5 separate regions of the Mus musculus genome follow, and all the other regions are linked to region 4. A link is a contact called in public Hi-C, HiChIP or PLAC-seq and promoter capture Hi-C data. All regions are on one chromosome and are shown on one strand. The core of a region is the stretch at or near the end of the contact, and the rest is flanking DNA. Distances in the headings are between cores, read along the strand shown. Region 1 overlaps Grid1 (glutamate receptor, ionotropic, delta 1). Region 2 overlaps Grid1 (glutamate receptor, ionotropic, delta 1). Region 3 overlaps Grid1 (glutamate receptor, ionotropic, delta 1). Region 4 holds the start of Grid1 (glutamate receptor, ionotropic, delta 1). Region 5 overlaps Grid1 (glutamate receptor, ionotropic, delta 1).

Evidence for each region. Promoter capture Hi-C pulls out the DNA fragments that hold promoters and counts their contacts. A called contact is a pair of places that touch in the nucleus more often than the background predicts. HiChIP or PLAC-seq counts read pairs in DNA pulled down with a chosen protein or histone mark.
Region 1: a Hi-C map of cerebral cortex shows a contact between it and region 4, with 2.6 times the contacts expected there. The contact joins the enhancer-like site here to the promoter of Grid1 in region 4. A contact is called at or near these places in 6 of 39 promoter capture datasets (embryonic stem cells, hippocampal neurons, liver and 2 more), 1 of 15 datasets of contacts at CTCF or cohesin (embryonic stem cells), 2 of 484 Hi-C or Micro-C datasets (cerebral cortex and embryonic stem cells), 5 of 115 datasets of contacts at active chromatin or transcription factors (astrocytes, embryonic forebrain and embryonic stem cells) and 2 of 9 other capture datasets (embryonic stem cells and pancreatic islet).
Region 2: an H3K27ac HiChIP or PLAC-seq map of neural progenitor cells shows a contact between it and region 4, with 4 times the contacts expected there. The contact joins the enhancer-like site here to the promoter of Grid1 in region 4. A contact is called at or near these places in 3 of 39 promoter capture datasets (embryonic stem cells and hippocampal neurons), 4 of 484 Hi-C or Micro-C datasets (cortical neurons, embryonic stem cells and ventral hippocampal neurons), 5 of 115 datasets of contacts at active chromatin or transcription factors (embryonic forebrain, embryonic midbrain, embryonic stem cells and 1 more) and 1 of 9 other capture datasets (embryonic stem cells).
Region 3: a contact with region 4 is called in an H3K27ac HiChIP or PLAC-seq map of VIP interneurons, with 2.7 times the contacts expected there. The contact joins the enhancer-like site here to the promoter of Grid1 in region 4. A contact is called at or near these places in 4 of 39 promoter capture datasets (embryonic stem cells and liver), 3 of 484 Hi-C or Micro-C datasets (cerebellum, cortical neurons and embryonic stem cells), 8 of 115 datasets of contacts at active chromatin or transcription factors (VIP interneurons, embryonic forebrain, embryonic stem cells and 1 more) and 1 of 9 other capture datasets (embryonic stem cells).
Region 5: a promoter capture Hi-C map of hippocampal neurons shows a contact between it and region 4, with 4 times the contacts expected there. The contact joins the enhancer-like site here to the promoter of Grid1 in region 4. A contact is called at or near these places in 3 of 39 promoter capture datasets (embryonic stem cells, hippocampal neurons and stem cell-derived epiblast-like cells), 1 of 15 datasets of contacts at CTCF or cohesin (embryonic stem cells), 7 of 115 datasets of contacts at active chromatin or transcription factors (a beta-TC-6 cell line, embryonic forebrain and embryonic stem cells) and 1 of 9 other capture datasets (embryonic stem cells).

The regions. Positions count from the first base shown.
Region 1 is chr14:35,026,083-35,032,181 of GRCm38.p6, reverse strand. It overlaps Grid1 (glutamate receptor, ionotropic, delta 1), which reads right to left. Exons shown (of 16, transcript NM_008166.2): 4 at 5,232-5,437. Among named protein-coding and RNA genes, the nearest start is that of Gm41133, 100 kb to the left of the region's middle. Within about 2 kb of position 4,226, at least 7 of the 459 cell types and tissues checked have an H3K27ac peak or open chromatin away from gene starts, as enhancers often do. A contact at or near this core is called in cerebral cortex, where this site is marked.
Region 2 is chr14:34,967,069-34,972,831 of GRCm38.p6, reverse strand. All of the region lies in intron 3 of Grid1 (glutamate receptor, ionotropic, delta 1), which reads right to left. Among named protein-coding and RNA genes, the nearest start is that of Mir346, 75 kb to the right of the region's middle. Within about 2 kb of position 3,556, at least 27 of the 459 cell types and tissues checked have an H3K27ac peak or open chromatin away from gene starts, as enhancers often do. A contact at or near this core is called in neural progenitor cells, where this site is marked.
Region 3 is chr14:35,046,204-35,052,330 of GRCm38.p6, reverse strand. All of the region lies in intron 4 of Grid1 (glutamate receptor, ionotropic, delta 1), which reads right to left. Among named protein-coding and RNA genes, the nearest start is that of Gm41133, 84 kb to the left of the region's middle. Within about 2 kb of position 2,915, at least 4 of the 459 cell types and tissues checked have an H3K27ac peak or open chromatin away from gene starts, as enhancers often do. A contact at or near this core is called in VIP interneurons, where this site is marked.
Region 4 is chr14:34,816,383-34,821,983 of GRCm38.p6, reverse strand. It overlaps Grid1 (glutamate receptor, ionotropic, delta 1), which reads right to left and starts at 1,848. Exons shown (of 16, transcript NM_008166.2): 1 at 1,678-1,848. The coding sequence starts at 1,756.
Region 5 is chr14:35,004,940-35,010,614 of GRCm38.p6, reverse strand. All of the region lies in intron 3 of Grid1 (glutamate receptor, ionotropic, delta 1), which reads right to left. Among named protein-coding and RNA genes, the nearest start is that of Mir346, 110 kb to the right of the region's middle. Within about 2 kb of position 1,409, at least 13 of the 459 cell types and tissues checked have an H3K27ac peak or open chromatin away from gene starts, as enhancers often do.

The DNA.
Region 1 (6,099 bases), core at 2,977-5,476, 210 kb before region 4:
ACTCTGTATGTGTATCACACACACACACACACACACACACACACACACACACACACACCACAGACAGGCCAGGGCCACTTCACCTACAGAAGCAGCCTAGGCGGTTTGCTGATCTCTCCTGACCTAGAGTAGGATTTTAAGAGTAAGTCTTCTCAACAACAGAAATCTTCAAACCAAAGTCCTGGATTAAGAAGCTACCCTAGGACAGCTGAGCAACCAAAGAAGCAGCCAAAACATGCAAAAGGAAAACCCACCTTAAGCCTTTCTACACAAAGAAAGAATGATTTATTAAAAAATGCCACTTATTTCCCTAATGGATGGGCAGGTTTGGGGGGCTCTAATAAGATACAAGAGCAAGTGTCACACAGCCGCTGACTTACAGATTTACATTCCAATAGAAAGGAGAGAATGCCCAACTTTTATGGGACACAGAGATGGGAACACACAGGCACTGGGGAAGGGAAAGCTGTGCCTGTCATCATGAACAAGGATCAATCAACTGTCTTCTACACAGTGTATTTTGCTAGTCTTTCATTTCTAATGAGACAAGGAAGATGGAAAGAGAAGGAGATACAGAATAAGTGAAGGAGAGAGACGGACTGTAAACAGCCAAAAGCAGAAGCCCATAATGATGTGATGAAAAGACAAAATTCAGGAACCCACACAGTCAGGGAGAGTCTCAGTGGGTGAAAGCCCCAGGTCATGTCCTCTCTGTTAGTCCTTGAGGGTGCCCTGTAGCATGTGGCCCAGGTGGACTCAAGGAAAAGGCTAGTTAGTTCCTGCATTCTCGTAGTTGGTATGGTCCTTGATCCGCAGAAATCACCAGACAGTGTGGTGCATAGGTGATTGAGTAGATGGAGGGGTAGATGGCAGATAGACTTGGTAACAAATGGAAAACACACAGCCAATTAGGAACAAACTGGCAGTGGAGAGCTGGTCTCCCGCATCAAACCTGACACACAGAGGGATAAGAACAGGAAGACACAAGTCCCTGATCCTGACTCAGGAACCTTCCAGCCATCATCAGCTTGGCCTTGGTTTCATCAATTTCTGCTCTCACATATCACAGATGCTAAGCTATCCATCCGCCATCAGACCCTCCATATCCATTCACTCACTGCCAGCTCCTTCCTATAGATCTAGCGTCATTATTGCTGAGTCCAGGAAGCCTCCTGGGCACTGCGGCTATGTCTCCCAGGCTACCAGGTACTTCTCCATCCTTCTGCCATTGTAGATAATGGGAGCTGTTCATACCTCCATCTTCCCTGACCAAGAAGAAAGTCCCATGGAAACAGGAACCAAGTCACAGTACTGGAGGGCTCATTAAACCTGGAAATGTGACAGATGGAATGGTGTGAGTGGAGGACAACTTCAGAAGCTGTTGGTGAACAGGATTCCCAGGGCAAGGCCCTGATCTTAGTTCTTCTTGGAAGCTTCTGACTTCATTACTTGAGTTTTACAGGCTCTGGAGTGAGATAAAAAGGACCATACCCACCTCCCCACCTTGTGAGCCAGCTGACAGGTTTGAGTGAAGATAACATCAAAGGTAAACTTACTAAAATCCACTAAAGCCATTCAACAGCCAGCGGTCAAAGCCTCACTGGGAAGACAATGAGCCCAATCTTCTCCCTAGTTAGGATGACTGAAAAGAGCCACCCTCCCTCCAAGGCCAAGAGCTGAACACAGCAAGCCTTGCTGGAGGAAGAAAGTGTTTAGCAAGCCCCAAGGACATCAATGTGGTGATCACAGGCATGGGATGGGAATACCAGGACACTATCCTTCCAAGATCAGGGTCAGGAGGCATCTCCTCCCAGCTCAGCTGCTCCAGGAGATGCTTCTCCTCCACACTCAGCTGCTCCAGCGTAGGGCCTTCTCATTGCCTTTACTTTGTTGTTGTTTCTATTTTACTGTTGTCTTAGGGATAGCATCTTGGCACATGCTAGCCAACTGTTCTACACCAAGCCAAATACTTAACCCTCTCATTACTTTTTTTTTTTTTTTTTTTTTTTTTTTTTGGTTTTTCGAGACAGGGTTTCTCTGTGTAGCCCTGGCTGTCCTGGAACTCACTGTGTAGACCAGGCTGGCCTCGAACTCAGAAATCCACCTGCCTCTGCCTCCTGAGTGCTAGGATTAAAGGCGTGCACCTTTTCAAGACAATATATTAACATCATGATTGGTGAGCCTGACTCCTGAGAGGTGAGGACAAGGAATCAAGACTGAGTGGTAAACAGTACTGGGAGTGGGTCCATGAGCCCACAGAGCCCTGGGCAGGCACCAAGGCCTCAGTCTCTGACCAACTTCCTGGAATCATCAAGACCAGAGTCTGGGCATCTGCTAGCCCCAGGCAACACTGTCCCTCATGATGCAGAGTCACAGATAATCCAGTGATGCCATGTAACCTCCAGGCCAAGGGCGGGTAGCGCTGATCTGCTTCACTAAGGTGACTATTTAGAGAAGCAGCTCCTAACTTGGTTCACTGACAGCCTGGCAGGTCCCAATTGGCAGGGCTTCTGACTAACAACAATGGAGGTGTCAGCCAGCCACAACAGCAGATTCACATATCAAAAAATGTAAGCTTCCAGCAGAGCTACCTGTCCTCATCCCCTCCCACTCAGCCATGCTTCCTGGAAGGGAGAAGGGAGGCTTAGCAACTGGGAAGCCCACACAACCACCATGGACTATAGCTCTTCTGTGCCCTCCCAACCAACACCATAGCCCTGATCACTGTCCTGTAGGGCTGAGAAGTATTTACTTCACCTTACAGTGCTTAGAATGTCATAAAATGCAGACAGTGGGTCACCCTCGCGGGACTCATCTATCCTGCACTAACAAAGGGGAAAGTGGGTCAGTCTACCTGAGGAGCAATGGCTCTGGGCAATGCCAAGGCCACTGTACAGGAGTGAGTTCCCATCTTTTGGATGATTTGCATGCCCAGACAGCTGGACAGAACTATCCTCCTCCAGCCTTCAGATCAATAGAGGCCATCTATGTTTACACAGTAAGGCTCTCAGAAATGAGGCGCGAGGAAAGCTTTCAGGCAAATCTTCCTCCACAGAGCTGGCACAGACAGACGCATGTGTCCATGACAGAAAGTGTAGCACACCATGTCTTCTGAAGTCACCAAGCATGGAGGAGAGACTCTGGAACTGGCCATACCTAGACTGGAACTCCTTCCATCTCTTAGTAAAATAAATGACTTCATACAAATTACTTGACATCTGCTTTTTGGTTTCCTCATTTGCCAAGTGCTCTAAAGAGGAAGTGAACACAAGGGGCCAGGCCCACTGTGGGCATCAGGAGGACATGGCGTCATCCATTTCTAAAGGCATCACAATGATCCTGGACTTTCACTATAGGAGCTGAAAGAAAAGGCAGAGGAGGTGTGTCCTTCGACTCAAAATCCAGAGCTTACCCTCACACTCAGTCTCCAGACGAGGGAAGAAGCCACTCTGGTGGAAGTCTCACCCCAACCACCCAGAGACACAAAGATTTGTGAACACAGTCTGAAGGATTAGAAAAGACAACTGGCTAAAGCCAAGCCAAGTATGCCCTGCACCACAGGACTTGGCATAATTAATCACTTGGAAATAACATATTTAGGCCAGTTGTCGTTGAGTGTAAATCCTTCTGGGGCCTAGAAACAAGAAACGCCTAGATCCATGGAGAAGGAAAATATACATGTATGTGCAGATAAAAGGGATGGATGCTAAGAAGCTTGGTACCAAATGCTGATCATTACTGCCTCCTCTTTCACCACTGTCTTACCAGATGCATAAACTGAGGCTACAAGGACCAAGCAAATTGATCAATGTCACACCATTAAAAACTAGATCAGAGACTAGATCCAAATCTACATAACTGCAAAGCTCATGGTCTATCTTCTCCCAAGCTTCCCAGCAGGCCAGTGGCATAGGGGGAAGGAAAAGCAGGAAGGCCAAGGAATTAGCACGAAAGTGAGAAGCTGGGAAGCTGGCAGCAGAATCTGTGGACGCTCTCCCCAGGCGGAGCCTGAGCCTGGCAATAAACAACAGAGAGAAGAGTCACCCGGGAGCAGCCTTCTGCAAATACACCACTGGGAACATTCGGGGAAAGGCTGGCCATGTCAGTCCGGCTAATGCAAAGCTGAATCGCTGCGTGCAGAGACGACAGTTCTGGTGAGGAAGCTGAGAACCCACAGCACAGCACAGCCTGGCTGACCACCAGCACAACTGGGACCTGATTAGCTGAGAGCGGCAGGGCTGCTGGCCAACTACACCGAATTAAGCTTTTCCAATGTTAAGCTCTCCAGCAGTGGGCTTCGTGCTGGTTCCTGATGCATGAGGTAGCATTTTGAATGATAATTAATTAGAGGGGAAAGCAGAGTAAGCAAGCAAAGTACATCAGATGAAATTAGTGTAATTCTGCCATTCTCTTTCATTTTACCTTCAATCAGAGTGGGCCGGCCAAGTTGGCTTGGGTTATGTGAGAAACCCTGGGGGATCATCCCACTGCTCATGATCCCATAATCCACTGGGCCATAACTTGTTCCCAGACACACCATACCCCCAGTAACTCCTTTCGCCCAAACAAACTCAACCCTAGGGAGTGACTAGCAACTACCTCCTATTTATTGCCTCTCTGCCATGAGACCTCTGGAGCCAGCACCAATGGTGCTCATTCTAGTCCACAGTTTCCTAGCCTGATGTCAAATTAATGGATTCTTTGTTAAATTGGTGGGCCCTCCTTGTCTTCATTAGAAAGTCTCCATCCCTAATAGAGGTGTTCTTAAAAGAAGCACACACAAATCAGTCCAAGCACCTAAGAATAATGCTCACTCAGGGATTGCTTGATACTGTTGATATGCAACAGATACCTCCATCACATGTCAACAAATCCCACGGAACACCTGCCCACTTCTCCAGAGAGCTAGAAATTCCTTCCATCCCTATAGGTATATACCTGTTAACAAACAAAAGAAAATTAAAGGGAATAAAAATGCTGGGTTTCAACTCAGAGAATTGAGGCAGTAACATATGCAGGCTTCTCACCAGCCTCAAAGCCTCCTCGTGGTCTGTGAAGGAACCGAGTCATCTGCTGAGGACAAACCAGTATCCAAGTCACATTCAGGCCTCTTCCTGAATGGTTAGGTGCTGTGGGCTGAGCCCTCTGTTCTCTGTTGTTTCTGGTACACACTTAGGCCATTCAGCAGTCCTGAGCATCAGGCATGAATGGCCTCAGATCCCATGACCTACCTCATTGATGAAGGAGTGCGCCCCCTGTGGGCTGAGCAGTAGAATGGCACGGCGCAGTGTGTCCCGGTAGCGATTCAGCTCCTCGGTCTTCATGGTGGTGAAAAGGCTAGTGAACACGTGACTGATGTTCTTGTCCACCTTTTGTAAAGAGACATCCAGACCCAGCCTTGAGGCCTGATCCAGGAAGCTTTGGAGCCCACGGATATCTGAGCATGGAAGAAGAGGGGAAAGAATCATTTTTTTAAGTGGGAAAGGATCTATCTGAGAGGGCAACTAACGCCAACACACCCAACTCACGCAACCATCAGAAGTAACAAGAGTCCCCATCTACTTCACTTATTCAGAGCATGGTGCAAGGCAGCAACATAGACCCAGTATCCCTCATCAGTATCCAGCCCCAGGATATAAGGTGGTTGTCTGGTAGCATCAGGAACCCTTTCTGCCACCCAAGCTATGCCAGAATCACCCTTTGTAACAAGCTCTATACTCTCCCATGTGCTCTGAGTTCTGGCAGTTCTGCCCTCCAGTCTATGTAGACTGGTGACCTTGCCACACATTTCCCCCATCTCCCTCTATACCTCATACCTGAGGTGTCTTGATCATCTACAGTCAGATAACACAACAGACTACCCTGAAAAGAGCTGACCCAAGATTTGGATAGGTCATTCTAATCCTGGATCCTTCTCTAACCCTCTGAATGTCAGCATCTCATGTGACAACCTCTAGCCAATAGAAGAGGCTCTATCTTGCTTCAGGATCTGATTGTTTTTCTTCCTGGAATTTCTTTCCTTCTGCTTTGTCCCAAGAAATGACTCATCCCAATCCCAGTGAGAAGTTCATGTCCCAAGTGCTTCAGAGGCGAATAGAT
Region 2 (5,763 bases), core at 2,307-4,806, 150 kb before region 4:
TTTCCAGCTGGTAGACTGTTTGCAGAAGGATTGGGAGATAGATCATTGCTGAAGGAGGTGTGTCAGTCAGGATGGGCTCTGAGTTGTCACAAGTCCATTCAAGGCCCAGTCTCACTTTCTACACTTCCTGCTTGAGGATCAAATGTTAGCTCTTACTTGCTGCTCTAGCACCTGGTAGCCTCCCTTCTGTCTACTGTCAGCCTCCCCACAGTTACAGCCATGGACTCACCCTCTGAAACTATTAGCAAGACTCCCGGTGAAATGTTTTCTTTCTTACATTGCCTTGGTCATGGTATATCTTCACAGCAACAGGGCAGTAACCAAGACAATGTGAAGGTCAGATGACAACTTATGGGAGTCAGTTCTCTCTTTACCACATAGAAAACCACGCCTTTAGATACAATAGTCTCCAAAGCAGTTTTCCACGTGACAAAAATCAGGTCACCAGTTCCCCTAGTGACCAACTCATAAAAATCACATCTCTGAAATGCCCATCGGATGACTTTAAATCTCCTATCTATTGGGGGATTATGTCTTCTGTTTCCTCTTCATCTTACTCCCTTCTCTCGTGGCCTCTAGACTTCCCTGCCCACTCATCTGCTTATGAGTCAGAAAGGGAAGAAAGCAAAGGCAGGGGAGGCTGAGGCCATGGAAGACAAGTCAATCATACCATCACTGGCAGCTGTAAGGGCAACCAGCAAGAACCATAGATAAGAATGCTTGGGCTGCTCCATGCCACCACATCAGGACCACAGGCCATTTCACTGAGGTTAGGGGCATCATAGAGGGCTTCAGCCACAGAGGTCAGAGCTAATGTAACAGCTGCAGGTGACCAACACATGCCCTGTATGCTCCCCAATGGTTCTGCACACAGTTAACTTTGAGCTCCTTCAGCTGCACAGCCCTGAATTCCAAACTCTGGACCCCACCACAAACCCTATCAGGAATGTCTAACTCTGAGGAGCCCTGGTTTCTTTCATGTCTCCCAACTGGCAGTTTCTCCCCAAAACACGTCCTCTAGTATGGTACCTTTTAGCCCAGATATATGGGGTAGAAGGTTCTCTCATACATGCGGTTTTTCTCTTAGTGGAGTCAGGAACACGCTCTTGGGCACACAGCCATGGCAGAAGGGTGTGCCTGGTTTATCCAAGGGCCCCATGCTAACCCATTTCTCCTTGGATCAATGGGAGTTAGGTCCACATCAATCTCAGCCTGGCCTGAACCAAGGATAAGTTGGAATCCTTGGGGAGTCACATCCTCAGATAAGGATACCTCCAGTCTATAGGTGAAACCTTTAGAAAGCAGAAATCCCAAAGCAGAACCTCCCACAGCATAGACGTCCTCAAAGAATGATTCCTTCTTCCTACATAAACACAAAAACCCACATGGGCCAAGCTTATCTTGTATGTAGTCTGCCCCAGCCTTAGTCCTTCTCTCTCTCCTCCTCCATCCTTCCCTGGTCACCCTAGAATCCAGTGGAACAGTTATCACTACATTGCCCAGTGATCCCTTCCAGGCTCACAATGACTTCAGCAGTGGGTCAAGTCCTTGCCAGATTGCAGAGGACAAAGCTTTAGCACACAGTGTTTCCTTTACTGGTCCAGGTCAAACAATTGGCAAGTGGAGAGTCACATGGAACCACTCTGTTAGCAAAAGCTACTTTGGTGGAGCCCCAAGTCACCTTCTCCCTGCATCTTCGAACCACTGCTCCCACTGACCACAGAACAATGTTTATGAACTATGGCACCATAGTTCATACTGGGCCTGCCAACTACAAAGAATCCTTTGGCTCAAAACAGTACATTTGTGTCTGCATACACATTCAGTACAATCATTAATGGAAAGGGCTACCAATGAAAGGCTATCCCCTGATCCTTCTCATGAGGGATCCCATTCCATCATCAACTGTTTCCTGCAGGGGACTAAGAGCAGCATCACCCAGATCCCATGAGGAACACAGGCAGAGGAGCTTGACAGGATCTAGAAAGAGCCACAGTGGGGACCTGAGTCACACTTCTGGACCTCAGGCACCACTAAATTTTGCTGCTCCTGCAGCCTGCACAAAGGCAATATAGGAGACTGTGGCCGGCAGGACTGGCTGGACAAAGGGAAGGGCATTCTAGGTGGTATCCTCAGGTGAGAGGACCAGCCAATGATCCCAAGAGAAGTTTCAGCTTCTACAAATGAAGGACACCGGAGAGAACCATTGGAGATACCAGGCCAACAAGTGGGCAAAGATAACCTCAATTGTTCCTCTCCTTCATCCCAACAAACTGATGAATAGAACAGAGACTAAGGTGACCAAAAGGTTGCCCAGGGTCCTGATTGGGGAGATATGACAGTATCACTTTTTGTGAAGAGAGAGAGACTCTAACGCCCTATACTATGTTCCAAATGTAATTAGAACCTATGATCTGTGATATCTCCCAATGGCAGAGTAGTTGCCTAGCATTTGTGAGGCTCTGGATTCATTCCTTTATTCCTTAATTAATTCCAAAATTAATTAAGAAACAGAAACACACACACACACATGCACATACCATTTCAATGTACTATTATGGAACCTTTGAATGAGAGGGGGGCCATATGCACTAAGGACATTAAGTCATGTCAAGAGTGGATTACTTAGAATATTTGTCTGGTTGGCTTCCTCATGTATTCCTTCTTTGCTGTGTGTGAGCTCCCACAGCCTAGAATTCAGGCTGGCATTCAGAAGGCACGCGTTGAACACTTACGTGGTGAGCATATAGATTGGTAGTCTTGTGTGTTTAGATTGGTAGTCTTGTGTTTAGAAGCTATTATCACAAGTCAAGTGCGATGAAGGACACCAGAAGGACATTCAGCCATTTTCATCTTCCTATACAGGCCCCTGACATCAGTTCTCCATGGCTGCTCAGCCTTCCTGATGGTTGTGACACAAGATTCTAGGTGCTTCAGAGTTCCAGGGTCTGTGGACATTTCCAAGAAACCTTGCCCTGAGGATGGCACACACTGCCCCTGGAAATCTGGCATGGAAAACTTAGCACCCGAAGCAAAGAGAAGCTCTAGGCCACGAAACCATGAGGCAGCAGTGGAGGAGCCACCATACTGCTCCTCATTGATTGCCACAAATGAAGTTCTTTGTAGAAAAGAACAAACTGCACCACAGTGAGACCAGCCAAGGCCAGCCTAGCACAGCACCCTGGTGTCTGGGGCATGCTAATTACAGTGCTGTCTGAGCCCATTTGATGGACTTCTCCCCACCACTGCTCCATAACCCACCCACTAATGTGTCCCCACTGGATGGCTTCCAAGAAGGCCAGAGATTTACCAATCAACTCTAATGCAGATGGGTGATAAAGGAAGAAAACTGTAACTCAGAGATTAAAAGCCATGATGTCAGCATTGAGAAGATCTCGATTCACTTAGCTTCCTTTGTAGCCCATGTCAAGGACTATTAGCTGAATTGCTTATTGTATTTGGGACTCCTGCTTACAACATAATCCCAGATGCTCCACCCTCTCTCTCCAGCGTGTGACAGGAATTCTGCATGCTGGCATGGCTCCCATCTGTGACGGATGTTACAAACACCAATCCTCTAAGGAGCCTCTGGAAACTGCATGGGGTGAGCAATTGTCTGAGTGAACCCAAGCACGATGGCTTTTCTGTAGGACAGAAACAGCCCCTGTGGCAGGCAGTTTGATACTGAGAAAAGGCTGGGAAGTTTGTGTAACAGTTATCCTGAGGTGTAATGGATATAGTAAATTACATTTTTAACATATGAATGGCTACAATCAGGATAGAGAATATACTCATCACAAAGTCTTCTTCTGTCCCTGCTTTTCTCTTCTGTTCTACCTTGTCCCTAAACAAGCACTAATCTCCGATCTATTACTATGGATTTCTTAAATAACTGTGCTATTCCATAGTTTTCTATAAGTGCAGAGTGTATACTCTTTGCCTATCTGCTTTCATGCTACCTAATTATTCTGTAAACTACCCCTGTTGCTCCTGTCCTCATAACTGACTACATTGTAACACTGAGTGGTGGCCCATCATAAAGGTATGTTCAGTTCATCTACCCACTCACTTGTCCCTGGATACTTGAGCTGCGGGTCAGAGGTATTACAAGTTAAGCTACTGCTTACATGCATCTCTGTGTGAATTATACTTGCATTCCTCCTGAATAAATACCTGGGAGCCGAATGACTCATGTGGCAGGTGTGTGTTTAACTTTTCAAGAAACTGCCAAACTGCTCCAAAGTGGTGGTGTTGGTTTTCAAACCAACAGCACAATTTAAGATTGTCCCACAGCTGCTCGGTGTGTTGTAGACTTGGCGCGGCCATTATTATTTTTTTATTATTTCAGCAATTTGAGGAGCAATATAGTAGCATTTCATTGTAGTGTTAATTTCATCCTAATAATGATGATGATAATAATAATAATAATATACATCTTTTCATGAGCTTCTTTGCCATCCATCTATCCTTTTGGGTGCAGTATTTATTCAAATGTTCAAATGTATTTTTAATTGTGCTGTTATTGAATCTTAAGAGTTATTAATATATCCCACATCCTCTATCATATATGTGATCTGTAAATATTTTCCCTCAGTCTGGGGCTTTTTATACTCTTAGTACTATCTTTTAATGAGTTGAAGCTCCTAACTGTAGTGCAATCTAGTTTATGAACTTTAGTTTCCTTTCATGTATTGTGCTTTTAGTGTTTGGTCTGACAAGTCTTTGCCTAGCAGCAGATCACAAGCACTGCCTTCCGTTCTACCACAAGCACTGCCTTCCATCCTACCACAGCCTCTGCCTTCCATCCTACCACAGCCTCTGCCTTCCATCCTATCACAAGCACTGCCTTCCATCCTACCACAGCCTCTGCCTTCCATCCTACCACAGCCTCTGCCTTCCATCCTACCACAGCCTCTGCCTTCCATCCTATCACAAGCACTGCCTTCCATCCTACCACAGCCTCTGCCTTCCATCCTACCACAGCCTCTGCCTTCTGTCCTATCACAGCCTCTGCCTTCCATCCTACCACAGCCTCTGCCTTCCATCCTATCACAGCCTCTGCCTTCTATCCTATCACAGCCTCTGCCTTCCATCCTATCACAAGCACTGCCTTCCATCCTACCACAGCCTCTGCCTTCCATCCTATCACAGCCTCTGCCTTCCATCCTATCACAAGCACTGCCTTCCATCCTACCACAGCCTCTGCCTTCCATCCTATCACAAGCACTGCCTTCCGTCCTACCACAGCCTCTGCCTTCTGTTCTACCACAAGCACTACCTTCTGTCTTCCCCCAGTCCTTTCACAGTCTTGAGTTTACACTGGTGAGTGCAAGGCTATTGAGGCATCTTTCCTTGCAGACAGACACTCAGTTGTTTCTGCACCATTTGCAGCAAGACTTCTTTCTTCCCAGGATTGCCTTTACAACTCTGTTGAAAATCAATCATCCCTGTAAGTGGGAGTTGATTTTGCACTGCTTATTCTGCTGTAGCCATTCTTATCTGTGCTTATACCATAGCAGTTTGATTATTGTAGGATTTCAGTGTTTCCTAGTCATGTAATGGTAGGCCTCATTACTGTTTTTCAAAATGCTCTTGACTATTCTATGTGTTTTAGACTTTTGTGTGAAGTTTAAAGTCAGCTTGTCAATTTCCACCCCTTAAAACATATGTTAGGGTTTCCTGGGATTGCATTATATCGAGAAAATTCATTTGGGGTACAGCTGGCATCTAAACAGTAATGAGTCTTTGGATCTGTGAACACTG
Region 3 (6,127 bases), core at 1,666-4,165, 230 kb before region 4:
AATAGCCAAAGGTCAACAAGAAGACCACAGTCCTCTGCACCTTGTATCCTACATAGAAGACAGTGCCAGGAAAGGAGGTCCAGACAGAGCCACTACTCTGCCTCCTGAGGCTGCCCTGAGGTCAGAGGCCAGAGGATGCAGCAAGGCAAGTCCTTAGTGCATCCACTTCAACCTGATTGGAGGTAACCACAGCCTCTGGGCTCTTATGTTTCCCTCAGTTCAGTAGCCATGGCTTGATTCTCCATGTATCACTGAAGGAGGCTCTACTACAGGACTCAATGTTCAGAGCCTCAGATCTCAAGAACAATTGTCAGTAACAGGGGGCTAGAGCCTAGGTAGAGAAGAACTGAGACTTCAGAGGAGCCCAGAGGTAATATCCCACAGCTGGTTCCTGTGACATCTTCCTGGAGGACAGGACCGATTCCCTCCTCGTTTAACATCTTCTCACATTCTGCTCAGCCATCTTATAAACTGTTTACAATCGCTAGGAGCATTTACAAAAAGACATACACTACATCCCAAGGATGGGAAGGACAAAGGCATCACCACCCAGGCATATTGATCACCTTCCATCTCCCCCAGCCATGTCATGGAGGAAGCAGAAAGTCATTACTAAGCATGCTGGGCCAAGTCTTGCACACTAGAAATGAATTAGTCATCCGGTGACAGCACTGACCACACACTGCAGGGTGTTCCTGGCTCTCTGGAGATATTCATTCATCATATCCTGGGCCCCAGAAGGAGAGCTCCTTCCACTGAATATTTCCTCAAGCCTGGGGCTCTCCACTGCCACCCCGGAGTCTACTCAAACTACTCGCATGCACATACACACATGCACATGCTGACAGGGCATGCTCCAGTCTAACATGGAAGTTGGCGAGAGCTCTTCTGCAATCTGCTTCTCTCACTTTCTTAGCTTTACAGAGTTAGCAAGAACAGACTTAGGGAAATATAGAACAGAGCTTGTATTAGTCAGGATTCTTTAGAGAAACAGAACTGATATTCTCTATATATTGATCTATATCCATTGACTATATATTGATCTAGGACGGGGATTTACTAGAGTGGTTTACAGGCTATGGTCCAGCTAGTCCAACAATGGCCATCAAACAATGGAAAGTCCAAGAATCCAGTGTTTTTTTCAGTCTATGAAGCTGGGTGTCTCAGCTGACCTTCAGTATATTCTGGAACCCCAAAGACCGTAATGGCAGTGATAGCAGGCAGGCACTCAGCAATCAGCAATCAGCTTCCTTTGTCCAGGTCCTTATACAGGCTGCCAGAAGAAAGTGTGGCCCAGATTAAAAGTGGATCTTCCCACCTTAGAAGATCCAGATTTAGGACAGGTCTTTCCACTTCAAATAATTTAATTTGAAAAGAAAAATTTCTCACAGGTGTACCCAGTTGCTTGGGTTTTAGTTCATTCTACATAGCAGTCAACTTGGCAACCTAGAATAGCCATCACAGGGTTCAACACTAAACCAGCAGAAAGGAGGATCTCCATGCCTTTGCAAAGTCGCCATCCAGTCCAGGGTGGACCTGGACCCACATCCTCCCACCCAACACACTTACTCTCCACGCTCACATGTCTCTAACAGCAAGGTCTCAGTACGTGTGTGGGTGCCAGGAACATAATGAGAAGACCCAACACTCTCTCCCATACCTGTGTCCCCTAATCTATCAGAAGCACAGCTCAGACTCACCAGTGTGGCTTAGTCTCATTTACAGGTTCCTGCTTCAAGGACGAGCTATGCAGGCATCTGACCACCATATTCAGTAAATCTAAAGGCCAGCCCTAGCTAGCAATATTTCACAGAAGAAGCATGGATAGCTTGGGGCCCACACATCTGAAGCAATCCTCAACCAGCTAAATGCTAAATACCATTCATGGCTTCTTCAGTGGTCTGGCCAAACCCAACCCCAGTCTTGAGGATAGTGGAGCCTCACTGTCCCTTTGGTTGCTGATTCGTGCCTACACTATACTACAGTAGGTACCACACTCAGGACTCACTGAATCCAGATGGGTATCAGAGAGTTTAATCTCCTGGGACCTATGGCAGTGCACTGAACCTGTCCACATGACCCACAACTGGAAAGCAAGCTGGAGTGCAGGTGCCTGGGATGTGAGGTGAAAATGGGAAGGGAAAAGATATATCACATAAAAGCTGGAAGCAAGCAAAGCCTACAGCAGGTGACAGGGCTTTGACAGGTCCCCTGCCTCCTCCACATGCCTGCACTCGGCTGCTGAGATGACTCTACCTGACAAATCAAACCTACCCACTCCCTACCTCATTATTTATTCACATAATTAGGTAGAGGTGGTTTTTTTTTTTTTTAAGTAGTGATTTCCAGTTGCTCTGAACATCTGGATTAAATTCTCAGCACCTTTTCCCTCAGAAAGTTGAAGGAGTGTTTTCAGTTGAATGTGCTGTGTTTTAACAAGAAATGTTATCCCAAATACCTACGAGAAACTAGGTATTTGGGATAACGCAAGGACTAGGGTAAGTTTAACATGCCCAAGAAGACAGTGGGGTGAGGGAGGATCCCATTGTCCCCAAGCTGAGAGGGGCATGATGCATGTCAACCACAAATGTGAGGGAGCTGAGGCCCAGACTCTGGATTCTCTGCCCAGGGTTCCAGTCAGCAGAGTTCAGAGGCACTCTCAGGAGCCATCCCTCTGTTCCAGAGGCCCTGCTGGTTTCTGCATCTGCTCTCCCCAGAGCCCTATGAATACATTTGCCGTGCTTGCCTCCTGTTCTCACAAAACTCCAATCTGAGTCCTGACCTTCTGAGATACAGATCTCAGTGATGGAAAGAGAATGTTCTTCAGAGAAAGCGGAGCTGGAAGGGGGCAGCCGCCACTTATCAGTGTTGTTCTGGGCATGCGGGGGCTGCATTTCCCATCCTGAACGCACTTATAAAGCCCATTCTGCATGTCGAGTACTAGGGGAGAGAGGCAGCTGTACTCCCTCTCTAGCAAAGATTAGAATCTAGTGGGCGAGACTGACAGTAGTCAAAAACTGCATATGACGGAGAGATCACTGCAGTGTGAAACATGAGCTCAAAGGAAAAGCTTGGGTACCAGTTCATATCTAGCAGGACTACAGACAGCAAGGTGTCCAGGAAAGGCTGGCCTGAGCAACCGTGGGGAGATAAACAGGACGACAGAGTTAGCAATGTGAAGAACAGCCCAGACTGACTTAGGGTCAGAAAGCCATGCGAGACAAGACTCTTCAAAGTCTTGTGTTCCAGACTGCAAACTGAAAATGGCGTCCTCTAACATTCTCATTGCAGAGCCAAGAACAGGCAGGTGCCAGTCAGCAAGGTGCTTATCCATCAAATGCAGCTCCCCACTCTGACCTTCCGACATGCTCCAGGAAACTTTAAGCAAATATTCAAAGAATATTTCAAGAATTAATTCAAAGAAAATAATAAAACGGTACCCATGCAGATTTTTACCACTGTCAAAAACAATTGATAGAAGATTGGAACAGTCATGATGTCCAATAACAGGAAACATTAGGTAAGCTACAGAACATCAATTCTTCATCTAGATGCAATCATTAAAACGACTGTTACAAAGGCTTTGAGACCACACAGGGAATGTTTAAGGCAGGATGTTAGGTTAGAAAAGCGGAGCACAAAATTGTGTCTAGGTTAAAAGTAATTACATATAAAAGCGGTGTACATGTGGTCAGAGAATAACAGAGAAAGTGGCAGGCAGTAGGCAGCTCTTCCTTACTTGGATGTGAAGTCTTGAGAGTTGGGGGAGGCGCCTGTACTGAGGGGTGGGAATAGGGAGAGGGACCTTGAGTTCAAGTTGATGCTCTATGCGGGAGCTGCACACTTAACCAAGCCACATGCCTCTCTGATTGGTGCCTATTGGTCAGATGAGGACACAGGGCAAACGGCCCATCTAAGAGGTCATGGAAGTCAGAGGGAAGTACTGAGTGCTGGCCAACAGTGTGGAGGTTCCAGGGCTAGAGGTTGGCGTCTAGGGAGAGCTTATTAGAATTGATGGGTGTGATAGGAGGGAGAATGGAGGAAAAGAGTGAAAGATACCAGAAATAAAGAGGAAAATGAACTGATGAAGGTCAGTTGAGAACTAGAGGATTTAAGACCTGGAGGCTAGAGAATATAGCTACAATATAGCTACCCACAGGCTAGGCCACACCTACATTTGGATACCCCACAGTGAATACCAACACAAATACAGCACAGGATTGCGAGCCTGGGACAAGGCATGCCTAAGTCCGAAGCTGAGCATCAGTGTTGCTGCCCAGGTGGGATGGAGTTTGTCAGTGCTCACTCCTCATCTTGCAGGTAACTCCTTCCTCAAGGCAACCCTGACACCAAACTTAAGACACAGCTCCAACTACTTCCAAGTTTGATGGCCTGAAAAACAAAGCATTCTCTGATTGGCATTCCTGGAGGCAGAGAGCCAAACAGCTAGAGCTCTGCAGGAAAGGCTTCGTGGGTATGGTGTGGTACAGGGGGCAATAATAGAAACAAGGACTCCTCCTGGAATAACCTAATAACTTTGAGGTGAATCCATCAGGTTATGTTGAGACATTAGAAGTATTCTGTTGAATCTCAGCACTAAAGGTTTTCTATCAGGGGTCATTTTACTCGGGATGGCTATGGCTAGGGGACAACAGCAAGATGGCACCACTCCTGTTAGACATTTGTTTAGGACCCACTACCCCAGTGTTTCTCAACCTTCATAATGCTGTGATCCTTAATACAGTTCCGCACGTTGTGCTGACCCACAACCATGCAGTCATTTTCATTGCTACTTCATAACTGCAATTTTGTTACTGTTATGAATAATACTGTAAATATCTGTGTTTTCCAATGCTCTTAGACAACCCCTGTGAAAGGGGCATTCCACCCGCAAAGAGCAATAGAGGAAGAAATAGCCACAATGTTTTGCCAGTGGGTGAATTCAAATGTGTGTTGTCTGTCATCTGTCTGTCTGTCTTTCTATCTTTCTGACTATGGTCTATGTGTCTGTGGTAGCTCTATGAACTACATAAAAGGCCTTAGGGAGCTAACATCCATGTGTCTTGCATCTGTCCAGGACATCAAGTTCACACTGTATGCTACCAGTTCTAGTCTGATGTGAGTAGACAGGAGTTCCACAGTCCCACACACCTTAAATAGCTACTCTGCTCACACTCTTTGCTGGAAGTGCATCCCGATAGCTATCCAGATATAATGGCCATAGTCTGAATAGTGCCCCTTAAGGTATACAACATACAGGCTTTATAAGTGTAAGTAGGAAGTCCTCCAGGACAACACCAAGACAGATTACTGCCAACCAAACCCTATACCAATCCATGTTTCTTTGCATCCCACATTCTCAAGAACAACAACAAGTAAGATGAGGGTTTTTTTTTTTTTAAACTACCTATTGAATTTAGAGGATACCACAATGAAAGACACAAAAAGTTATGACCTGTGACAAACCTTAACAAATGCTAGCTGTCATGGATGCCTGGTAGGAATGACGCTTCAGTCAGCAAAGGTCCTGTGGTTCTTCTCTGGGGCTGGACACTTCTATGTGAGAAGGCACTGACATATGCATGAATATATACTCATGGATACAAACATGCATATTATACTATATGCCTGAGACTCCTCAGCTGTGAAAACAAGATCGAAAACAGGATTTCTCCCAGGTGAGGCAGAAAAGGCATGTACAGAGCCTATCACAGAGTAAGCACCTCACCCTCACGGCTACTGCCTTCATCCACTGGAGCCATCCCATCCATGGTACCCTACTCTGCCCACCCACCATGTGCTCTCTGCACCTGTACACATGCAAATACACAACCCAACCCTATACTCGATGCTCTGATTCCCAACCCGCAAGAAGTACAGAGCACAGAAATATGGCCCAGTGTATCGGTTAGTTGTTGCCAAAATAATGCTGCATAGCAAGCCTCCCAAAACACAGCAGCTGAAACAAACTTCGTGTCTTCTGAGATGTGTGGATGGTTGAATCAGGTCAGTTTCTCTCTGTAGGTGTGTGGCTCAGCTCAGTGGCTCTTCTTTGTCCTCATGTTTCTCATTCTCCTTGGATCAACGAGTTTTCAAAGATGAGTTCCTTCTCTTCCTAAAGATGAAA
Region 4 (5,601 bases), core at 599-3,098:
TTTTTTTTCCTTTGCATTCCCTGGCAAATGCAGAAGTGAAAAGGTGGTCCACGGCCGGCCGGCTCTCCTGCACCAAAGACTTTTTTTTCTTTAAGCAGAAGGCATTGATAACCAGAATCTTGTATGGTCAAGATGCTACCAGGCCTGGTGCCTCTGCTCTTCGTTTCTCACTTCCTCTTCCTGTATGTATGAAAGGGGTGGGGCTATATCCTAAACCCCTAGACATTCTGATCTAGCAAGACTGGAGAGTCCCAGAAGAAACCACTCTTGAATGGCCCTTCTAGAAGCAGGAACAGCTCATCCGGAGCTCTGGCAGACCTGACGCTTTCACTAGGCACACAGCTTCCCTGACCCTGCCCCTATAGCGGAGATCAGTTGGACTGCTGCTCTGGGGTCCTCACTGACCCCCCACAGCCCCTTTACCAGGCGCCGAGGGTCATTGCCAAGGTCCTATTGCTTGGCCTTCTAATTGCCCTGGAGCCGAGAGCTGGGTAGGAAAAGGACTCGGCTCCCGAATTCCTCACTATACTGGAGCCGCAATGCTGACCGCGAGACCCACTCTGGCTCCTGGGCGGGAAGCACGTTTGGATCTTGGCCCGGCACCGGCACCAGAGGGGAGGCCGCAGCCCTTGGAGTAGAGACTCTGTCCCTGTCATCCCCTCCACCTTCTGCTCCGCGGGTAACATCAGCCACGTTTCCTCACACCTCCCAACCCCCAGTTTATCCGTGTTAGCTGGTCTTTCCCAACTTCCGGAAAGGCGACTGCAGAGGGGCTCCCCCATAAGCGACCGCTGTTAGTCCCCCAACCGGGCCCAACTTCTCGAGATCCCAGCCATTCTGCTCCAAACTCCTGATCACTACCCCTCCTCCGGTCTCCCCTTCCTCTGCTTTTCCTCTTCTTCCTCTCCATCCAGCGCCCCCCACCCCACTATCCATGCTCCTTCCGTTCACCCCTACCATCCACACTGTACGCTGGCCCCAAGACTTATATCAGGCAGAAACTCTAGGACTGTCCAGGATTGGGCTGCAGTTGCCACAACCAGATACACACACACACACACACACACACACACCGAGAGCTACACAGACACACACCGAGAAACGGGCAAGCACTGTGTCCACTCTAACAGGCTGACAGAACGCGACAGTCGCACTGAGAAGCTCAGATGGCCCCACACACCCCAACGCCCTCTCACAGTGACACCAACCCCGTGCCAGGTGCATACACACTGGCACGCTGACAGCACCCATCCACAGACACACATGGTTCCGCTTTGGCCTCTTTGATCTTGCCCTGCCAACTTAGCTAGCCCCGAGCCCTATCCGACCCTGGCCCCAATGTTCAAGCTGTGACGAGGGGTCCAGCCCGCGGACAGCCCCGCCAGGGGCACGCATCTCGACAAGGGTCTATCCCAGGTTCCCCGCAGCCGCGGCCCTAAGTGTCGGCAGAGGCCGCGGGGCCCCGCGCACTGACAGGAGCCCCGGGGAGTAGCGAGGTGCCCGCAGGAGCGCCGAGCGGCCAGAGCACAGCTCCTCCGCGGGGCGGCGCGGGCCTTCGGGGGAACACCGACTGCCGAGCCCCTCGGCCCGGGGAGCCGCTAAGTTTGGACTCCGCGCATCATCGGCTCTATTAGGTGGCCCCCGCCCAGCCTCGGTCCGTCTGCTCTCCCAGCTCACCGATGTGGATGATGGAGTCGGCCCGCACCGTAACGCACTGGCATATCCAGGGAAGAAGCCACAGCGTCAACGCTTCCATGTCCCCCCGGCGCGCGGCTCATCCGCCCGGGCCCGGGGCGAGGCCGAGGGCAGCGCGGAGCGGGGAGGCGCCGGTCCCGGTGCAGTCCCGGGCCGCTCCCCGGGAGAGCCGAGCCCGCCCGTGCGTCTTCCCCCGCGCTCCCGCCCCTGCGCCCTGCGCCCGCCCCAACCCAGCCCAGCCCAGCCCAGCGCTCTCGGGCTCCCGCGCCGGCTCTGGTTGCGGTTGCGGCGGCGCTCGCAGCCCGAGCCCAGGCCGGCGCGGCGGGGGCGGCCCGCGGCTGTGGCGGCGGCGCTTCCAGCGGCTCGAGCGGCTCTGGGGGCGGCAGAGGCAGAGGCGGCGGCGGCCCGGCCCGCGCGGCGGCTCCGGGCTGGCTATGTGTCTGAGCCCAGGCGAGGAGCGAACTGCGGAGGACGCCCCCTCCCCTCCCCCTCCCCCTCGGCGGCGCTCCCCCTCCCCTCCCGCCCGCCTCCCTCCCCTCCGCCCTCCTCTCCACCACGTGACTGCGGAGCCTTAGCCTAGCCGCGCGCCGCTCGCCCGCTCGGAGGGGGCGCCCGGTGCTCCGCGCTCCCGGCCGGGGGATGCTACGAGGACGGCACCACGGTGGGGACTTGGTCTGTCTGCGGCGAGCCTAGGCTTGGCCGTGTGGGCCCGGCCTCTGGGTTCGCTGGAGAAACGGAGTAGGCACAGCCATCGACTACCCTCGGGGAGGGGGAACTCGGAACTCGCTGGCGCTGGGGGACTTCAGCCGAGATTTTGCAGTCCTGTCCCTGACCAGAACGGATCAGGGGGTCTCGGAACCCGACCCCCGACTCATGCAGCCTGCAAAGAGACTACAGACCGGGGCACCGAGCCAGGAGGCATCGGGATGCTTAGCGGGCGGGCGGCGGGCTCGAACCCTGGCTGTCCGGGTAGATTTCGGCGGGCGTCCATCCCCCGCCCCCGGGGCGGTGCACTGAGCCCGGAGTCGGGCAGGAGGCTCAGACTCTGAAGCCCAATTCATGGCCGGAAACCGGCGCAGCCGTGACCGCGGCGCCTGGACGTGAGGAGCCTTCCAAGCGGCCGGCGCTCTCAGACAGCGACCTGTACGAAGCCTTCTAGAGCGAGCCCGGGAGGAAAGCTCGCTCCCAGCCGCGGAAGCAGAGCGGGGCTCCCGCCGCCTCCGGGTTCCCTGACTCTGGCTGACCACCCCCGTGAAGCTGCTGAGAGATGGGGGGGGGGGGGCGAGGTCGCAATCCGGTCTCAATTCTCTCACCCAGGTCCTAGTTGGACGAGGCTCCACTTAACACACCTAAGATTTCAGGGAAACAGTTGAGCCCTCCAGGATTCTGATTCCTTCGGAAACCGGGTCCAGCTGAGTCTGGCAGAACTGGGCGCCAGGATGAGCACTGGGTTCAAAGAACCAAGATAGGCTCAGCTTTGCCTAGAGCTCCCAGCACCGTAGGAAAGGTAGACGGCCATACAGGTCATTAAAAAATGTGGAGAGGACAGTTGAGGAGCTTTGGGCCTGGGCTCTGGCCCAGCCTAAGGGAGAAAGGCAGCTATGGATTCTGAAAGAAGAAGATAGTTTCCAAAGGCTACTTAGGGAGGAGAAGCTTGCAGGCATTTGGTGCTGCTAGTGAGCCAAAACAGGAAGAGAAGAAAGAACTGTGTGGGGAACGTGCATTTGTGTGTGTGTGAAGCTGCCAGCCACTGAGTTGTCACTGGCAAATTCAGCTTTTAAAGGGTTGGCGAGGAGTCTGTGCAGAGAGGCCAGAAGGGTCCTGGAAGCTGTTGTTAGGCAGTGTCTCAGCTGACCAGAGGGGTAATGGGGCTATGCGACATCAAAGAGCACTGTTCTATGATGAGGGGACATGGTGAGCGCGGAAGAGAGAAAAAGCCTCCCTCCCGTGGGTGGGAGGGAGGCTGGGCTGCAGGACTAAGTGCGGCCCTACACAACTTACCTTTTCAAGAAAGGTACCACCACAGGACCCTGCGGTAGGAGGGGGGAAGTGCCTATCCAGCTGATCCAAAATCCCCGCCTCTCCAGTTTTTCAGCCCTGCGAAGTTGCAGCATTCCCTAGCTGAAAAGTTGTAGGGAAGTGGGAACTAAAGTCTCATCAGCTTCAGGATTTAACAATGTAGCTCCTCCTGTGGGGACTGACTCCATGGTGGGAAGACAGTAAGGAAGTGTGAACACAGGCACACGGTTCAATCCTGGATGATGGAGTCACTATAGTTTGAGACCTGCAGGTCACATCTCAAGTTGGAGCCCCTGAAAATGTGTAGCCTGGAGAAACCTCCCCTCCTGAGCTGAGCACCCCTTGTCTTCAAACCCCGGGGTGCTACGGAGTCATTTGCCATCCCCGGGTAATCCAGAGAAGCTGGGGCCTGTGAATCTGATCTACAGAACACGCCACACTAGAAGCCCAAACTAGAAGGTCCTGCACACTCCATCCCTGGCCATTAGGGCAATTCTGCACAACTCTTACTTCTAGAGAAGTCCAGAGACCACAAGAGACCAAAGCAGACCCATCTCTAGGCAGGAGGATTGTGGTCTTATCTCTGCTGCATGATGTTAGGATTGGCAGCAGCTCCCAGAGAGCAGGGCTGGGGGCCATGCTCACCCAACCTTTGTTTCTAGCTGAGTTCAGCCTTGACAAGTCCTGACCATCTCTGAGACTGTAAAACTCTTTCCTCAAAATCGGGTGTCATTTTCTTTCCTTTCTTTCTTTCTTTCTCTCTCTCTCTCTCTCTCTCTCTCTCTCTCTCTCTCTCTCTCTCTCTCTCCTATTTATTTTACTTTTGAATTTTTTTACTGTTGTTTTGCTTTTGAGACAGAACAACATTTGGTTTTTGTGCAGACTGACTCCATAGTGAAATGATGGTAAGTGTGATGTGGCCACTTAGAGTCTCCAATTCATGTAGCTTTGGCTGTCCTGGAGTATGCTTTGTAGACCAGGCTAACTTCACACAGAGATCTGCCTACCTCTGCCTCCTGGGTGCTAGGGTTAAAGGCATGCGCCACTATGCCTGGCAAAATCAGGTTTGTTAAACTCAGGAAACACAGCACAAGTTCACCATTCTGTAATAACCTAGATATCGAAGGCAAGCTATCAGTGTCTAGGCCTCGAGATGTATACCCATTGCTCAGAGGGAAAGACTAACGCACACAGAAAGATAGGATTTGCCCACAACATGGGAGGAGTTGTTGGGAGAATCAGAACTCAGTCTTCTTGGGTTATCCCTCACTACACAAAGGTGTATTTATGGAAACCAAGAGTGAGTCAATCTGTCCAATCCTTTAGTTGTACTTCAGCCAACACCAGGATTGCCTTTTTGAAAGATCTCTTCGGTTAAGATGATTTTAAGGACATTTATTTAGCATGAAAACCTATGCTCAGCCCTCCCTTTCCTTCCCAGGGGGTAGGCTTTTACACACATGGACACTGAAGAAGGTTGTAGTCATCAGGCCTTTCCACTAAAGTACTGCTGGGAGCCAGCAGTTTGCAACCAACAATGCAGGTCAAATGTCCAGACAAAGAGAGAGGCCACAGGGGCCCACTTGGAAGACACAACCGTTGTGACTGGCACTCTAGAAACACAAATCTCACCAGTCTCCATCACCATTCTCATTCCAGACAATAACTGGGTCAAGAAAAGGACACCTGGAATCCTGGCCCTCCTTGTGACCTGTGATCCTGGCAGGTCTGGGGAGTCTCCTACCCAAGTAGAGCCACCACCTGACCAGCCCCAGAACAGATGCATCCTAAGGATGTACACCGCCTAGGGAGCTGTCCAGGGTACCTGAGACCAGCATCTTCCTCCTGCAAAGCACAGCTGGCGGTCCAGCTGCAATTGCAGGAAGG
Region 5 (5,675 bases), core at 160-2,659, 190 kb before region 4:
TCACCAAAAGCTATTCCTTTGTGCTACCCATGTCTTGGATTTTCTGTGTTCTGTTCATTGGTATCAGGGTTCCTGCTGTCACTTAGGGTTGGTCAATTCCTGGAGATAGTCCCAATGGCTCCACATATCCCATTCTAAGTAAATCAACCCATCCAGGACCCACCATCCAACCCCCTTCTCTTTGTATTCTCATACTCCAGGATATAATCTACCTGCCCTAATCAGCCTAGGGCCAGGGACAGCCTACTATCCAAAGCCTACTGCAATCACCCATGCCAGCCAGCTCTCAGCCTGATTCCCCCTCCTCGCCTGCTTACCATAGGGAAGGCCCTAGCTCATGTACAACCGTGTCTCATTTCTTCCCAGTGTCACCTCTCCTCCCTTGATACAACAAGCTGTCATTTCAGTGGCTATCTTCTTATGGCCTTCTGCCACTGCCATAGCTAGATAGTAATAATGTCTGTATTAGCACTGTCATGCTTGCCATTGCAACACTACTTACAGTAGTCAAGATATAGGATCAACCCGCATGTCTATCGGCAAATCCATGGATAAAGACGTGTAACATTTACTCACAATGGAACGCTATTCGGCACAGGAAAAAAGAGAATAAAATCATGTCATTTGCAACAAGCAGGAAAATCCAGAACACATGATATTGAGTGAAATAGCTAAACACAGAAAGATGAGTACCATGTAGTCTCTTTCATATAAGGAGTATAAAAAGATGAACTCTTAGAAATTTGTCTTGTGATGGCTGCTGGCATTTGTGTAAACTGAGGGAATGGATGAAAGGGCCAAACCTCCAATTTAAAAATAAATAAATAAATAAAAACAATAAATTCAGGAGACACTTTGAACAAATGGTGACTACAATTCATACTAGCATGTTTTATATTTGAAAATTGCCAAACAGATAAGAGTGTGAGCTAGTGACAGCCTTGCATAGCGTGATTTAGACCTTGCCTAACGTACCCATACATCATGTCATACCCCTAAACATGGACAGCTTTGACCTACCCCCCCCCAAAACAAAACAAAATGCCCTCTCTCCTGGTTGCCTGGGATACAGAGCTCTAGAAGGACACAGAGAAGCCAAGTTTGATCAACCCATCCATACCCACACCTCACCCATCCCCTAACCAGAGGTGCACGGAATAGTCATTCCAATCCATTGCCCCACAAGCTCATTGACCTCCTGCAACACCTCTCTGAGCCATTTTTACTCTGCAAACAAGTGCCCCACCTTGCTCAGGAGAGCTGGGCATGCTTCCGTGAGAGGCACACATTAGAGCTGCCACAGCACAAAACAGATGTCCCCGCTGTCGGCTCCCTTCCAACCTTCTCATCAGCATAGGAAACGCCCCCAGAAAGGTTCTCAAATGAGCAAATCATCTCCCTTGTTCTAGAGGCTCGTCAGGAAAGGAGGTGCCGTCCTGACAATCGGGTGACACAATAGGAAACTAAAAAGGTCGGCTCTACCCTCTGTGATAATGGGAATTTCAGAGTTGCAAAGTAGCTGAAAGGAAAGAGCTGTCATTGAAAACTCTGAGAAAGGGGGACACAATTCTACCTCTAATGAGGACCAATAACATCCAGGAGGCTCTGCTTGGGCAGGTTTCAGAAGCAGCCACAAAGCCAGGGGAGGGTAGATTCTGGGAAGAAAGAAGGCCTAAATGTTTTCCCTGGGGGTGTATTCTGGCAGTGGATCTGTGTTCAAACACGGGGTCTCCTCTGGCCCTGCCCAGGGCCCTGCCAGCAGAGGCTATTGGCTGATCAGAGCACACTCCACTTCCCACCAAGCTCTATTCCCTTCCATTTAAAAAACAAACACAAGGGAAAAACATTTTAAATAATCAGGATGGAAGATCAAGATTAAAAACAATTTAAAATAAACGTCTACTCTGGCACTTTGGAAAAAACATACCACGCTGCATTAAGTGCTTTGAATTAAGTAAATTACACCAAGTAACTAATTTACATAATGATCAAGATTTGCATTTTACACATGTTATAATGAAAATGGGTTTATAAAATAATTCTTCACCAACTTCTGTTCAGAGATGGGAAGCATTTGCAGAAAATTCCATGATATTTATCTGCTACTGTCTTTCATGTTTCAGATTTCTGGCTCCTTCAATCAGGTTTTGGTTTTTCTTTTTCTTTTTTTTTTTTTAATCTGCAAGGCCCCTTATTCCCAGTGCAATAAATAGTGCCTTTGATTTGCAATTCCCTCTCGTCAACTGAGTGAGATCATATTTTTTATAGAATCCATAATATGCTAATGATTTTTAGAATTTTCACAAATAAAGTTTGATGTCCCTGTCACCTTTCACTTACAAGGTATTTGGGATTGATTTTTAGCAGCGCTTCCTGTAAGATCTGGAGGGACTGTGCTTTTGCTTAGGACACTGCCTGGCTTTGTTGGATAATGGATGGCACAGCATTTAGAGGTATCAGCAGTCCCCTGGGGCTGAGGCAAGACTCCCAGCTGATACCTCCAATGGATAGCCTTCAGTTTTGATGGCTACTTCCTGCCTCTAGGACCCTTGGGTGTGGAGGCCAAGAGGCAAAACATAGTCCCCTGGAGCTTCAGGCTGTTCAGCCACCATTTGTCTCCCTCCCCACAGCCTCTGGATGATGCCCGATCACACCTAATTTCCCAGATGAGGACATGGAAGGACAGAAAGGTTGAGACTCTCCAATACCACCAGACAAGAACGGAATGAGCCACCTCTGTGCTTTGAGGATGTTTTTCCAGATCTCTAGGTAACTTAAATAAGATCACACACACACACACACACACACAAAAAAAAAAAAGTAACTTTCCCCATGCATTTCCAGGGACCCTAAACTAAACATCTTTGCTCTTTGTTAATAGTGTGTCTGTGCCATTGCAGAAGGAGCAATGGCATAATATTACTGGCATGTCACAGTCTGAATGTCTATGTCCCTCCAACCCCCATGTTGAACTCCTAGTCCTGGTGGCTGAAGAAGGAGGAAGATTAGTGGGGAAGCCGGGGAGGGGGGGCGGGATGGTGATGTGTTAGTGCCCTGATAGGAAACAAGAGGCCGGACCAATGATCCAGCTTTTTCCCCACCCTGTGTGTCGACACAATGTGAAAACAGACTTCTGCAAACCAGAAAGAGAACTGAACCCTCAACAGACTCTGGATCTGTCTGTCACCTTGCTCTTGAACTCCTAAACCCCAGAGCTGTGAGGAAAAAAAAAATCCATTTAAACCATAGAATACTCTTTTCTTCATACCAAGCCGAGATGATTAGTACACAGCAGGGGCTTTTTAAGGTCTGACTTTGTGCCGCTACACTGAGTAATTTGCATAGACTACTTCATCCATCCATCCCCGTGACAGCCTCATGTCTTCTGAGGTTATCCAGCAAGGAAGAGACTGAATAGAAGTTCAAACCCAGAATTCTCCAGCAAGCCAGAGACACCTGAGAGGTGACAGGAAGGAGGAAGGTGCACAAACTCTGTGCTTATCTGGGAACCACGTGTAGCCCAGACTTCACCTGGGCCTGAACACCCCTAAGGAATGACTAGATGATGTCCACTTTGCAGCTTAGTCACCGGCTCAAACAGAAACGGGGTGCAACTTCAGCTGTCTCCCAGGAGAGACCTTGCTCCTTGTAAGGCGCACCTGGGCCTGGCAACCCCAAGCTCAGTTCTCCAGAGGGCTCAGCCAAAGCTCAACAGAACTCCCCAGAGACCTGATGCTGGAGTCTAGCTTTCCGGAATGGCAAGAAGATGCAGATGTGACCACTCCATTACCAGCTGCTAATGTGCGATCAGTATTAATAACTGCCATTACACAGCGAAACATGGCATCCTCATTAGTCCTGTAAATTACCACTGAGGAAAAATCCAAGATACTAAAAACAGCACACCCAGCTGAGATGAATTAGAAGCAACCCAGGTTGGGTGCCACCTCTTCCGACCTGAAAGGCGCTGTTGTCCGACTACACACCAGGCCCTTCTGATTCCCAGGACCATCGACAACCCAAAAATGGCAGGGTGCCCCAGTCATTACTCAAGAGATCTCTGTTGCCCCAGCAGCAATACTCTGACTTCAATCCCTCACTCAGGCTTTCTCCAACACTCTATCTACTGCCCAATTAGGTCATGTTCTGTAGCAGATGTCAGAGAAAGTGACAAGAACCTGAGATAAGCTTCAGAGAACCGAACTGAAGACAGGAAAGTCAGTAGCATTGGGATGCCAGGAAGTACTCATGAAGGGGTCTGCTTACCATCAACAAAAGTCTCAAAACAGCGTTCGAGAAACTGCAAGAGTGGGTCTTATAGGTTGAGCATGAATTCTACACACAAACAAGAGGGGATTAAACTCTAGACCAAGAGGACCTCAGGACCCCTGGGATCCCAGCTTTACAAAGTCAACGGTCTAGCTGGGTGACCTACGAATCATTCTGCATGAGCACAAGGTAATGCCTAGAGACAAAGCACAGTGACATTTCTGGATATAAAGTACATCAGGTGGCCCGCTAGGCAACACAGACTAGGCACACAAAGCCAGCCCTCCTGCCCAGGGTGGGTCAAGTCTCTGAGGGAGAGGATGTACTGGTATGGCAATGCCAGTGGCGTCACCTGAAGTCCACTCTGTGCCTATGTGACCTCCATGACCGGAGATGTGCAGGAAGCTTTTATGAGGACTTTGGCTCCCTGGTGGCTCTGTCCACACAGCATCCTCCTGACCTTGTGATAAGTTAAGTACCATTAACTTCCAGATGAGATTTATATAACTACTCCTATACCAACCTGAGTTTAATATGTTTCCTCTGGAGCCCACCTTGGAGGAGGTAGCAGCAACCAGAATGAGGAAGGAAGGCTAAGGAGAGGCTGACAGATTCCAGTCCCCTTTCCTGGGGCTTTTCAAGTACCATGACTGAAGACGGACCAATTCTGCCCACACTGAAGAGTACCAGAGAGCCTCAGAACTCACTGGACACAAAAGTTGTACCACAGTCTTTGAAGATTGCATTGAAGAGGCAGGTAAATACCCAACTCAAGGACAGATCTCTCTGCCAGAAGCAAGATGTAGGTAGTGTCAGGCACAGTGGACAAAATCACCTGCTGGCCTCATCAGGAAAGAGACATCAGGCTGTACCAGGATCAGACAGATGGGGTGGGCACACCTCTAGGACAAAGGATATAATAATGGCATCACTGGGACACTCTTGTTAAAGCAGAGGAGGACAGAATGTTGGCAGGTGAGAGGAGAGACCATCCCAGAGGGTTGTTCTGTGGAAGGGCAGAAGTCTAGAGGTCATGGCAATCTAGGGCCATGGCTCAGGTAGGACTCAGTAGACTCTCCTCTCTGGTAGATTAGAGCCCTCAGATAGACAGCGGGCAGCTTTGCCCCAGATCAGCTAAGTGCAGAAGGAGAAAGGAAATCCAGATGCCAGCTTATGGCTCATGTGGCCTATGGACAGGAAACAAGTAGAAGAGTAAGAGACTCAAACAAGAGAGAGAGCAGCTTAGTCCTGTTGTGAAGGAGTCCTCACACTGTGCAGCCCTTCAGGCACATCCATATATTCCACCGTGTGTTCACACTCTTATGTGCACATTCACATTCATTCACACAACCACAAACAGCCACACACAGCCACACACACACACATACATGCAGTGCTCACACTCA